2 separate regions of the Arachis hypogaea genome follow, and region 2 is linked to region 1. The links are chromatin contacts, called in public Hi-C maps. All regions are on one chromosome and are shown on one strand. Each heading gives the region's core, a stretch centred on a gene start, on an enhancer-like site or on the middle of the called end of the contact. The rest is flanking DNA. Distances are from core to core; before and after follow the strand shown.

Evidence for each region. Hi-C and Micro-C count contacts between places; a contact is called where the count stands out from the background.
Region 2: a Hi-C map of an unstated tissue shows a contact between it and region 1, with 3 times the contacts expected there. The contact joins the enhancer-like site here to the promoter of LOC112755634 in region 1. A contact is called at or near these places in 2 of 8 Hi-C or Micro-C datasets (leaf and an unstated tissue).

The regions. Positions count from the first base shown.
Region 1 is chr6:110,011,247-110,018,001 of arahy.Tifrunner.gnm2.J5K5, forward strand. LOC112755634 (replication protein A 32 kDa subunit A) reads left to right here and starts at 2,379. Exons shown (of 10, transcript XM_025803848.3): 1 at 2,379-2,487; 2 at 2,795-2,905; 3 at 3,109-3,206; 4 at 3,345-3,386; 5 at 3,486-3,563; 6 at 4,777-4,852; 7 at 5,034-5,132; 8 at 5,212-5,291; 9 at 5,552-5,620; 10 at 5,707-6,203. The coding sequence starts at 2,383. The coding sequence ends at 5,782. LOC140173518 (a long non-coding RNA gene) reads right to left here. Exons shown (of 2, transcript XR_011862672.1): 2 at 2,101-2,549.
Region 2 is chr6:110,077,229-110,083,983 of arahy.Tifrunner.gnm2.J5K5, forward strand. LOC112755635 reads right to left here. Exons shown (of 4, transcript XM_025803851.2): 4 at 2,424-2,721. The coding sequence ends at 2,635. Among protein-coding and RNA genes, the nearest start is that of LOC112755635, 7.5 kb to the right of the region's middle. Within about 2 kb of position 3,738, at least 1 of the 3 cell types and tissues checked has open chromatin away from gene starts, as enhancers often do.

The DNA.
Region 1 (6,755 bases), core at 1,129-3,628:
GAAAATCTAAAAAATAAATCCATCGATATTTAAGAATTAAGACTGAGTTTTGACTAAGATGAATCTAATATCACTTCACTCGTAAACACCTTCAATGTATCGCCACTCTCTATGAAAGATGTAGTAAATACTAAGACAAATTTAATCAGTAGTATTAATGTATATCAAGAAAAAAAAAAGTAAAATTCTGCTAGTATGAATTAATGAGTCATGTATAAATAAGAATTCATGTTGTTAAAGGGTGTGTAATGCATATTTCACATAATTTCAATTCTGTTTTACTATATTTTTTTCGTTACTAAATTGTTTTAAGTTTTTTTTTTTAGTTTTATTGCCTAATTTGTATATATCATCGTCATGTTTTTATTTTCTGTTCATCTTTTTGTTTTGAAATTACATGTTTCAATTCTCTTGAGATAGTAGAGTTTAAATTTCTACTTTTCAATAGCTGAATTATCTTCTAATTCTAACTTTGTCAACAGTAACAGTAATTTTTAAAATATCGTCACATCTGTTTTTACCATTGCATTTTTTATGAATCAATGACTATTCACCTCAATTGGAGACAAACTTGGCAAAAATAATCACAATACTTGATTACAATAAGTTATGATTATCGTTTATAGACAAGATTTACAAGATCTTCTATTAGAAAAAATTCTTCCTCAATACCTTTCTGAAGAAGATTGAATTGCTAGGAAAGAATTTACTCACTACAAACAGCGAAAATAAGATGATTACAATCTCATATCATAGATGCTGGCATCAATGGATCTGAATTTCAAAAACAAAATGGTAGGCAGTGCTTATAGTTTTTAAATATGAAAAAAGATTGAAGATTACTTCGTCGAGTCAATCATGTATAAGATCAAACAACTCAATGCATAGTTGAAACTCAACAAGAAACATGGATTATTTGTCTCTGAGTATGTGTTCAAGATCAAACATGTTGCTGACTCTCTTGCGACTTTAGGAAGCCCTCTTACATCAGGAGAGCATATTGAAGCACATTTAGAGGGTCTGAATTCTGATCATCTAATGCTAATCTTTGCATCAATATAAAAAATCACAAAAAAATATATACTTAACAAAAAATCACCAAATTTTAAAAATAAAAAATTTTCAATTTTCTAACCATACTTGCAAAAGCCTCATCAAAGTTAAATTTCTAAAATATTTAATGTTGGATTTTTTATCGTATTTTAAAATTATTTGACAATATTTTTGTCGATAGCAAAATTAGGGTGCATTTTGTCAGCAACAAAATTATTCGAGTGTATTTTTGGTAGTTTACCCTATTCTTTTAAACAAAGGGTAAAGTACGAAAAATGCACTCAAATTATTTTGGTGCTGACAAAAATATTTTCGAATTTTGTTATCAACAAAAATATCTTTAAATTATTTAAAAACGTGATAAAAATGCCTAATACTAAATATGTATTATTAAAATATATTTTAGAGATTGAATTTTAATGTGATCTTTTGCAAATATTGTTAGAAAAATAAAATATTTCTATCCTTAAAATTTGATATTTTTGTGCTAAATATATTTTTTTTGTCGATAACTAATACTACTTTTAAAAAATAACAAAATTTAGAGATCAAATTTTTATCTAATTTTTTGGGTATTTTTTAAATAATTATCTAAATATTTCTATAAAATTTTGGATTAAATATATAAGTAGTTTGTCAAATACAAAAGTCATTTATTATTTTAAAATAATAATTTTTTAACATTTTTATCGTATTTTAAAATAATTTAAAAATATTTTTATTAATAAAAAAATTCAAAAATATTTTTATCACCATCAAAATAATTCAGATGCATTTTGGTTATCCTTTAAGCAAATTATATTATAATATTTTATCTATATATACCATGAACTAAAATTACTAATATTTTTCTAATAAAGTTTTTATTACTTATGAACTGAATCTAGCCTATACACATTATCCATTATTTCTTAAGTTGTGTAAATATCTTATTTAATAATAGTTTAAAACTCTGTATCCCAATAAGTATATAATGAAATTCTATAGAATAAATGAAAATAATCTCTGAAGAATTAAGATTTTTTTTTTCATTTGTTTTGGAATTGATTTTTCTTAGGATAAAATAGCAGTTTATTCATTTTAAGAAAAGGGTCTGAATCAAAGATTCAGTAGATTAGATCTGATCGGAGTATCGGACAAGAGGGAGTTAAAAGAAGGAAACCCTAAAACGGCGGGAAAAATCGAAGCATTATTGGCGGGAAAAACCAAAAAGTAAAAACAAAGCACCCATTTCCCTTTTTGAACACTTCATCTATTCGCATCGCGTTCTCAGTTTCTTCACTCTTCTTTCTTCGTTTCTGCTCTCTTTCTCTTTCTAGGGTTTTGAAGATGTTCTCTGGCTCCCAGTTCGACGCCACCACCGCCTTCTCCGGCGGCGGTTTCATGGCATCCCAATCCACCAACCTCAATGATTCATCCCCTTCCGCCGCTAAAGTAAACTCTTCTTTCTCTCACTTCTATTCTCATTCTCTTTTCTCAAAGTTTTCGGTTTTTCTCTGAAAAGGAAATCGTCGTAGAAAAAAAAAAAGAAGAAGCTAAATTAGGGGAAAATTATAACAAGGAGAAAGTGTTTTGGTTTGCATCGAAAGCTTAATTGCAACTTTACCTTTTGAAAGATTGTTGGTAATGAAATACTGTGCAGTATTATTGTGTTTTCGCTTGTTAAATCTCTTGACTAACCCCTTTTTTTTTGTGGTTTCGACCTATTTTGACTTTTTTAAATTTTAATTTTTTTTTATAGAGCCGTGAAACTCAGGGTTTGATTCCGGTGACAGTGAAGCAGATAAGTGAAGCTTCGCATTCTGGTGATGAAAAATCGAATTTTGTGATTAACGGTATTGATGTAAACAATGTAAGGTTTTAGCTGCTGTTGTGCTATTTTATCTGTCAGATACTCAAATTTTAATTAAAAATGTATGAACTTGGATTTGTTTGTTCTCCTGGTGATTTTTACGGTATTTTTTTTTTGGTTACAAGTGTGTAGTTTAAAACCGGATCTTGGAAGGACAGAATAAATTTATCTTATTTTGTACTATTTTGACCCTGTGTATTCAGGTTACATTGGTTGGAATGATGTTTGAGAAAGCTGAGAGAACCACTGATGTTAATTTTGTTTTGGATGATGGAACTGGACGAATCAAATGCCGAAGATGGTAAGTTCACATTTTCTAATTTCTATCTAAAATAAATGTTAATACATGTGCTAGTGGCTTTTGTGAACTTGACTATATGAGGCGATGTATTTTGGAGAGCTGAAAAGAGTTTGACTTTCTTGTTGACAATGTGGCTAGGGTCAATGAGGCTTTTGACACCAAAGAAATGGAAGAAGTACAGTAAGTTCTTAACTTTGGATGTTAAAGTGCTTATTGGCAACATGCATAGTCTCTATCTACATCTGTTATCTCTTACCTTATCAAATTATTTAATGATAGGGATGGTATGTATGTTCGTGTTTATGGCCACTTGAAAAGCTTTCAAGGTGTGAAGCAGCTTGTTGTCTTCTCAGTCAGGCATGTGTGCTAGATCCATTTGTTGTATGCTATGATCAATTGTGCCATGGTTCACTTTTTAGATTTACCATGTTAGTTTGTTGCGTGCCAAATGTAATTCCACAGAATGCCTAACTGAAGGCTAAATATTTGGAAAATAAAAAATATTATTATTGGATGATCACTAAAATTGATCCAATTGCTTAGGCCCTTAACATATAGCAGGATTGCAAGAGAGACCCAAAGCATTTGAGCTCAAGTCTCAACCGTTGAATTCAGTAAAAGATTACACTGATTACTGACTTCATTTAGGCATCACCTGCAGCTGTTAGTTGCTTTGATTTGGATGTCTAGAGTTCTTGCCAATCAGCAGGTGTTCCCAGTGAGTTAGGAATTCATTATTAATCTACATTAGGGTGCAGTTTTCCTGGACTGCATTTAGTCATGGCTGCTTAAAGATGTTTCATTAATGGGTATATCAGAACTAGCAGTTACTTTCTCTTGATTGTGTTTGATTTTGCTGGATAAAGTTATATTTTAAGTTGATGTTTAAAAAAAAATTATACAAAGATTAAAAAGCACTGAATGTGTATGCAAGTTAATGCTAGCTGAGTACCTCTTGATTATGTTTGTCTCAGCTGCTGCTGTTAATTGGTTAAGTTTTGAGAATTTTTTTTCACTTCCTTTTCATTTGTAGTTGACTAGTTGATATGAATGAATTGATCGTGGGCTGCCAACCATTCCTTACAGAATGTGTGTACTGATTTTAGTCTTAAAGATGATTTGGCATTATTTATGTTGTCTGATTGAGTGCCTTTACAATCATGCGAGTAAAATAGCCTAGTTTTTGATAATTTTTTAGCTTATTTCTCATTGTCTTACTGGGATTATATGATGCATGTTGTTCAAAACTCTTTGATGGTTTTGGCTTGGAACTTTCATTTTAGATGTTTTGTTGATTGTGATCAGCGTCCTCATGTTTATTTATTTATTTATTTTGCAAATGTTGAACTTTGGGTTGAATCTTGGTTGTTAGTCTATTTGATGGATTTGCATATTTGGAAAATTGATCTGCTAGTTTAAGGTCTTATGTTCTTATGGCATTTTACCTTGACGTGTGGCATAAATACAATCTATGTTTTAATCATTGTGGCCAAATTTTTTATATTTGTAACATGCCAGTTTGGTGTATTGGCTTGTATGATGCTTATCTTGTTTGTGGTGATTTTAACAGGCCTGTGACAAATTTTGACGAGATCTCATTTCACTTTGTTGATTGCATACATAATCACCTCCACACCAAAGTAAAGGTAGGCATGGCTTTTCTATAATGCTAGTCTATTTTCTGTTTGATCATAGTATTATAGCAGTTTAGACTGCATAGACTTTCAAGAATATGATAATTTGAGAATTGTGTGCGCTCTCATACATTATTCCTTTGTATATACATAATAATTCATAATAATTTACAATTTTTTATATGTATTTCAGGCAGAAGGAATCACTCCTGCAAATCCTTCATCAGGCTCATCTTTGATCACTCCTGTCAAAAATGCATCGAATGGTTCACAGGAACCGTCATCTAATCCAGTATGACATTTGACACTCCAGTTGCTATAGTACTTGTTTAGTTTGATTAGATTTATGATATGATTTCCCTCCTGCTCAGGGGTATGCTCAGTATAGTGTGGATGGACTCAAGGATTGTGATAAATTGGTTATGGACTATCTGCAACAGCATTCAGACATGTGAGTTATACAACCAAACTTTCATATTTGTAATTTTTTTATAATCTTTTTCCAATTACTGGTTTCAATAAATTTAGGATTGTTGACTTCACACTGACAGGGCTAAACACAAATATGATCTATAATAGGGCACATATGAGTTATGATATGTTTGATGCTTGTAGTAGATTCCACCTAGTGAACAAGGTTTAGTTTATGTTAATTGCTCATTGTAGAATACACATGATGCTGAAAGACTTCAATATGATTCTAAATTGCAGGTCGGATGAACGAGGAATACATGTCAATGAACTATCTCGAGAACTTAAGCTTCCAATGGACAAGATCATGTATTTTTTGTACTCTTCTATGTACTTGTTTTCTTCTAAGTCTGCATTCCAATCGCATATTAACTTGAAGCTGTTTATGATGCCAGGTTGTCTCTAAAGACTCTCGGAGATGATGGTTTAGTGTACTCCACCATAGATGACTACCATTACAAACAAGCTTGATGCTTGAGCTGGGTAATCAGGACATGGATCACTGATGCTGATGTTGGTCTATTTTACCTTTTTAGTTTTCTAGATAGTGTAGATATGCTTATGGATAAATTAACCTATTGTATGCTTTATCATATGAATTACTTGATCAGTGGTGCAAATTCCTGATGGTTTCTTGGATAATTTTATTAAAAGTCATCGGTAAGCTATTTAAGAATTGTGAACTAGTATATAGACAATCTTGTTCGGTTGTTATTGCCAAATGTTTTAGGTGTCTATTTTTTTTTTAATACTGATATTGACATAGTAACTTGAGCATACAAAAGCATCCCTATACTGAAGCATTCCATCCTGGATGCTTATTTGAAGGAACTCATTCCTTTTGGGCAGTTTTCATAACTTTTTTAATACCATCTTGTGCAATTTATTAGAATTAAAGTCTTATTTTTGGTGGTGGAATTATATTTTTCAATGTTTTTTCTAATAAAATAATTAAATAAATTCTAACATAGACAGAAATTTGAGCTTGGCACGGTTTCTACACTGTTCCAAAGTGAAAACATAAACTGTTTATACAGTTGCCACAAAAAAGAAACCGTTTAAGTGAGCGTGCTTTTAGTCATTTTTTTATATGTAGCTTTCTGCCTGAGGGTTTTCTATTTGGCTTGAGAGTTGAGAGTTTGCTTTATTATTGCTGTGTCCATGGCAGTTAGAGACATAGTTGATTTTGAGAAAGAAAACGTCTAATTATTATTGTTATTATGTTAGTTCAAGATAGTTAGACATGGAGATTCAACAAATCAGGAACTTTCACAATGAAATCATTCATTGGGGCAGTAGATAACAAGAAAATTAAGAAGCATATTTATTTAGACAGAACCCAGCACATTATAAGAATATAAGGAGGTGGCTTAACCCATGGCTGCCTTGCTGGAATGGTTTTTTATTTAAACACAACAGAAAAGAGGGATTGGTCAAATTCAAG
Region 2 (6,755 bases), core at 2,488-4,987, 67 kb after region 1:
AATTAAAGCAAACCTCTAATAAAATTTTTATTAAAATTTTAAATTGTAAACAAATTAAAAAATTGGTATCAGGGTCAAATTAATAATTTTAAGAATATAACTCATTTAATTTATGTCACGTGTCAAAAATCTAATATATTATAATCTATTCAACGAATGAGATCAAATCCCACGTTTTAAACGTCTTTGTCTGAGTATTTGTCTCTGGCAAAAATACCAAAACAAAAAATTATTGTTACATTAGACGATTTTAATACGAAAAAAAAACGGTAAGGAAGATTCTAAATAAAAAATTACGTTGGAGACGGTTTCGATTTTGACCCTCAGCGCTAGGAAACAAAACAATACTTATCCCTATTATTATTATTATTATTATTATTATTATTATTATTATTATTATTATTATTATTATTATTATTATTATTATTATTATTATTATTATTAAAAATATTTTCGATTGATAATTGATAAGTAATTTAATAATGCATTAAATATTGATTTTATATAACTATAATAAATATATTTTCCTAAATTAGTATAATTATACATTATTACTTAAATGCTAATTAAAGTATAAGTATAATAAAGATATTTTTATAAAATAAACTTAGAAGAAAATATAGTGCATTTATTTTGGCGGAAAATAGATTCATGAAGAATCAACACCTCACTTTTATTAGTTTGGGCAAAACCCAGTTTTAATATATTAAGTAAATAGATATCTACCAAAATATGGAAAGAAACAAATTAAATATATTTTTAGTCCTTATAAATAATATTCCTTTGGTTTATATTATTTGTCTGTAGTTTGTACTTTCATATTTGAATATTTGATTCATTTTTTTGTAGAGTTGTCTTTTTTTCCAAAAGATTTAGGATTTAATAAACAAAAAAAAAGCAATAATTTTTTAGTTTTTTTTATTATAATGCATAAATTCTTTTAGAATTATTAGGCCATGACCCATGGCTAAGTCCAAACCTAATAGTATTAGGTTAATAATAAACTAACCCAGAAAATAATTTACCACAAAAATTTTGATAAAACACAACGGATAGTAACTTAAGATGAATATAAGAGAGTTATTCTGAATCTAACAAACCCAAGGCAATTCGACCCAAGTATATATTTATCGGTTTTGTTTTTTTTTTTTTTCTCTCCATTAGCTTTAACCCTTGAAATAGCATAGAAGTTATACCACTTTATTTCACCAGACAATGATAAAGTTGATAATCAAACTCATTCAAACCCCACGAATTAAATAGGTTATTGATCCGTTTACTTTTTATCTGTTTTAATTCATTGATTTAAACAAATATTTAATCTTATATTTTTGATAGAAGTGAATGCTAAGGAACTATTAACTAACTAACACTTTTAATGTAAAGACAGATAATCGACTAATGTTGACTCAAATGTAAAAGGCACATAAAGAAAAAATATTGATCATCGAACATTTCTTTCCCAAATGTGTTAGCTCTACAAATTCAACCCATTTTGACATTGTCAAATGGTCCTCGTCTTATATCAATTTTTCTAATATTGTTATGGCATTATACTTGGGAATTGGGATTTCAAACAAGTCGCAAGTAAAACAAAGGAAAATACTAGTGACAAAATATTTCATCTACATCTTTTACTCCTTCCATTCCCCAATGATAAAGTAACGTTAACTTTATTAATACATTTGGAATTAATTATGAATTTGATATCCAAAAGATTTAACCAATGATAAAAAAATTCATGAAAGATGTTAGTAATAAATCAGTTTTTGAATGATTCGAAAATACAACAAAAAAGATCAACAAATATTATATTGTTTGTAAATAACAAAAAAGTTTTTATATTTAACAAACAACTTATTTATTAGATATAAATTTTTGTAATAACATTTAAATAAATATTTTAAAAATACATACAAAAATTCGAAGCAAAATTCAATTTCAAAATTTTTTTATTTTTCAAAAAGTCATTCACAATAATTTTTTAAAAAAAATTACCAATTTTTAAAGATAAAAAAACATTTTTTAATAATAATTCTAAAAATCTGCATCAAAATTTAATTTTTAAAATTATTTTTAGAATATATATTTAATATCTAGTTCTTTTGTCGTATTTTTAAATCTGTCGATAACTTATTTATCATTCATATTTTTTGCAATTTGTTTTGTCAATTATGCAAACTTTCAAATACTGTTTTGATAGTTTACTCGTACATTTATAAGTAAATGTATTCGAATATAATGTATGTTTATATCAAAATACAATTTATATAAATGCATCAAAAAAAGTCGAAAATGACTTATCATATCAATATGAAATTCAAGGAGCATGTCAATGGAATCCTTTGATTTGCCAATAGATAGGAGATAGAAATAACAACAGAGAAAATATAGAAACTTAGAAAGTAGAAACATTAACAATCTTAGCACAAATAATGAAGTATACTAAATACTACTGACAAGATATATTGTAATATGACCAAAATACAGTCAATGAAACCTCAATGTAATTCAGTTAGTTGACACCAAATTATGAGACTCCAAGTTTGGTCATCTCAAAATAACCACAAAAGCAGCTAGTTAACTACAAACTATAGACAGTTTTCAACCATTAAGAATAATACCTATCTAGCGTCAGGTGTTTGATATCTCCTCAGCAATGTCAGAGATAACTTTCTCCATGTCAAGATCCTTCATTGGTTTAAACGGACGTTTCATGTCCTGAAACAAAAGCATGGTTAACAAATCAAATATGCATTGGTTCAACTGGACAAATAAAAAGAATTTGGGGTCTCTTTTAATTGGCAAACAACAAATATGCAGTGAATGATACCGATATCATATCATTTTTCATTCCGGATGGTGGCTACCAACAGGGGAAACGAAACTAATGTTCTGTATATAACAAGGGGAACAGAACAGAGTCACCGAAACAGGGGTAGGGAAAAGTTGGAAAAGGAAAACCACTTGGAGTGGAGGACGACGAGGCCAACCGCCAGCAATAGCAATGCTGCAGAGATGTATTTAGGGTATTGCCAGAAAGCTAGAATACAGATACTTGACATGACATTTGTTTAATAAGACGCACATTTCAGAAGGTCTCGCTGACACACGATACACAAAATAAATTTATTTAACGTTTTGTTAGATAGTAGGACACAGCTATTAGATGAGACACATTTTTAATACAATTCTGTCCCTTCAAAAGTTTTGAAATTTGACTTTGTACTGTCATCACTTTGATCACCAACAACTTCCTCGTTAGAGATAAAATTAGTATTTGATGACAAATGTGTTCATATTTCCTTATTAGTGTCTTAACAATCAAACAGACTACAAGTATTCATGTGCATCTGTATCTATGTGCATATAGCATTTGGTTGCCAACGCACATCCTCTTGTTAGTTTGATGAGACACAAATTTGATGAACACGGGAAGATACATATGGACACAAATATATAAAATTTTGTACCACATTTAAGTTGAAACACAAAGACATAGACACAAGACACTAATTTTTTTTTCCTTTTTGTCCTTGAATAATTTTTAAATTTCAATTTTAACTCTAAATTCTAATAATGTTTCTTCCTCTCTCTCTCTCCCCCTCCCCCTTCCCTCCTCCATCTTCTTCTACCACTCCCCTCTTCCCTCCATCACTCCCCCCTCTACCACTGCTGATGCCGCCAGTTTTTGCCATTCGTCTCTATCACCCACCACTGCAACCGTCACAACGCCATCGTAGAGTCGTCGCCGTGCACCCCTAGCGGCCCAACAACTCACAACGCTGTCGTCGTCCACCCTTTACGACCCAACATTTTACGACCCAACATTTCGCAAGGCCCACCCCTGGCGACATAGGAACACTCATAGCCCCTTGCCTACTCACCTTCCTCCGTTTCACAACTACCATCGCCTTCCAACAACTCACAGCCGCCATTGCATTCCTCTATCCTTCTATTGCTGTCACCCCATCTCTCATTCTTTCGATTTTTTTTTTATTTTGGTTGATTGTTATTATGATTACTGCCTTTCCCTCTCTGTCATTTTTTTTAAGAAATTTATCAAGATTTTTTTTGTTAACTATAGATGATGATGATGATGATGAATTTGATAGTGGTAGTGATGATAGTTGTAGATGATGGTGGTGATAGTGGTGTTACGGATGGAGGATAAATTTAGTATTTTGATATGAATGTAAATTTGGTGTCTTGTGTATATTGTTACCAAACATGTGTATGTTTATATCTATATCTTTGTGTCTCTGTCCACTGCATTGTGTCTATTGTTACCAAACGGAGCATTTATGCACAGACACATGCACATGAATACTTGTAGTCCGTTTGATTGTCAAGACACTAATAAGGTAAAGGGCAATTGGAGGAGATCTGGCAGTGGTGGGTAGTGAAGACAACTAAAACGAAGCATATCCAAGCGTGACACAAATGCCGTGTAACCCGTGTGACAGACGGATTCTAGTAGAGGAGGGAGAGTTGGTAGAGGGAATAAGGAAGAGAGCGACTAGAGTAGGAAAAAAAATGTAGAGGAACATGAAGACAAAGGCGACGGGAAGGACGATCAAGTTGGAAGAGGGGCCATGATGTAGATTGCTACGAGATGGATGGTGGGAAGAGAGAGGAGGGGAGGTTGACGGGCTATGACGAGTAGTAGGGAGGGACGAGGAGGAGAGGTGGCAAATTTGGGTGAGGGCAAGGAGGAGTAGACAAGGGTGAGAGGAAGGAAGGAAGGAGGAGAAAAGAGGTGGATTTGGGTTGAATGTTAAAGGGTAAAATTGGAAATAAGAAAATATAAGGGCAAAAGTGTCAAAAAAATCCATGTCCATGTCTAAAATCTGTTTCAACTTAAAAGGAGAGATACTAATGTGTGCATTTTTATGTCACTGAGTCCATTAAAAATTTGTCTTATCAAATAAATAGTAAATGCGTGATACTATGTCCATTTCTCAATTGGACATCGACACTGACCAAATAATTCCTAAGGTTGTGTTTACTGTATCAAAACAATGAAGACACAGACATTGGCAACGTTTGGTTGTTGTCCATAGGGATGTCAAAATTTTTCGAGAAGCGGAATTCCTGCGGGAACTGCCCCGAATGGAGATCCGATTGTGGAGAATTTTTTCTGCGGGGATGGAGATGGGGGACAAAATTCCCCCGAAGCATGCGCGGGGACCCGAGCGGGGATCCCCGCCCTGTCCCCGCTATTCCCTGAAATTTATAAATTTCTTAAATTATCCTTAATAGTTTATTTCTCGCATATGTTTTTTAGTCATTTCTCTCACACACACATATATAGAAACTCAAAACTCCTAATCTTTATTTGCATAACCCTTCTTCAATTCAGAGATCCCTAATGCTGTCCATACTCCATCCAACCTCTCTGCAGCCACCCTTCTCATCGCATCGTCACACCTCACTGTGTCATCACCCTTACCGCGTTGTAATTTCTATTTGCGGCGTTCCTTTTTGTAATTCTGTCGTCGTATTCATTCTCCTCTCTGTTGCCACGTCTCCCACCTCATCCACTGATTTGTCCTTTGGCTCGTCGTTACGTCCCCCCTCTTGTGTCATTTCGAAAGAAGTCACTATCGTGTCATTTAGACTTTTTGTATAAAATCTTGCAGTTTTTGTATAAGATAGATACTTGCAGCTCTATTCATATGGAAATTAATAATTAATTAGAACTATTATGTAGATAGGGAATGGGGTCCCCGCAGGGAATGGAGCCCCGTGGAAAATGGGGATGGGGAACAATATTCCCCCACGGTGGGAAATGGGTACGGGGATGGGGAGCAAATCTGAGGGCGGGGATGGGGAGCAGGAAGGCTTCCCCCGCCCCCACCCTGCCCATGTACATGATTAACACACGTCTTCCGGTTAGTTTGGTGAAACACAAATTTGATGGACACAAAAGGGCACAGATGGACATAAATACATCAAATTTGTGTACCACCTTTAATCTGAGACACTAAGACATAAACACAAGACACTTTTTTTTTTCTTTTAATCCTTGAATAATTTTTAAATTTCAATTTTAACCCAAAACTCTAATAGTGTTTCTTCCTCTCTCTCCCTCCCTCTTCCCTCTTCCCTCCTCCATCTTCTTTTTCCACTCCCCTCTTCCCTCCATCACTCCTTCCTCTGCCACCGCCGCTACCGCCATTCTTTGCGACTCATCTAGATCTGTCGCCCACCACTGCAACAGTTGCCATGCATCTCTCACAAAACAACAAAATCACAGCACCGCCGCCATCCAACCCTCACAAGATAGCAATTTGTGGCGTCGTTGCAAAGCGGTCGTTGTCCACCTCTCACGGCCCAGCAACTCACAGCTCCCCTCGCGACATAGGAACACTCACATCCAAGTGCCTACTTGCCTTCCTCCAATTTGCAACTGTCATCGCCTTCAAGCAACTCAGCCACCATTGCCTTTCTCTAACCTTCTATTGCCGTCACCCCAATCTTTCTCATTCTCTATTTTTTTTTTTAAATTTTGGTGGATTATTACTATGATTACTACCTTTGCCTCGGTCATTTTGTTTTTTGAGATACATAAATGGTTATTGTCAAGAAATTTATCAAGATTTTTTGTTAATAATAGATGATGATGATGATAATGAATCTAATCGTGGTAGTGACGATGGTTGTAGATGTTGATGATGGTGGTGGTAGTGATGTTATTGATGAAGGTAAATTTGATATTTTGATATGAATATAGTGTATTGTTGTGTATATTG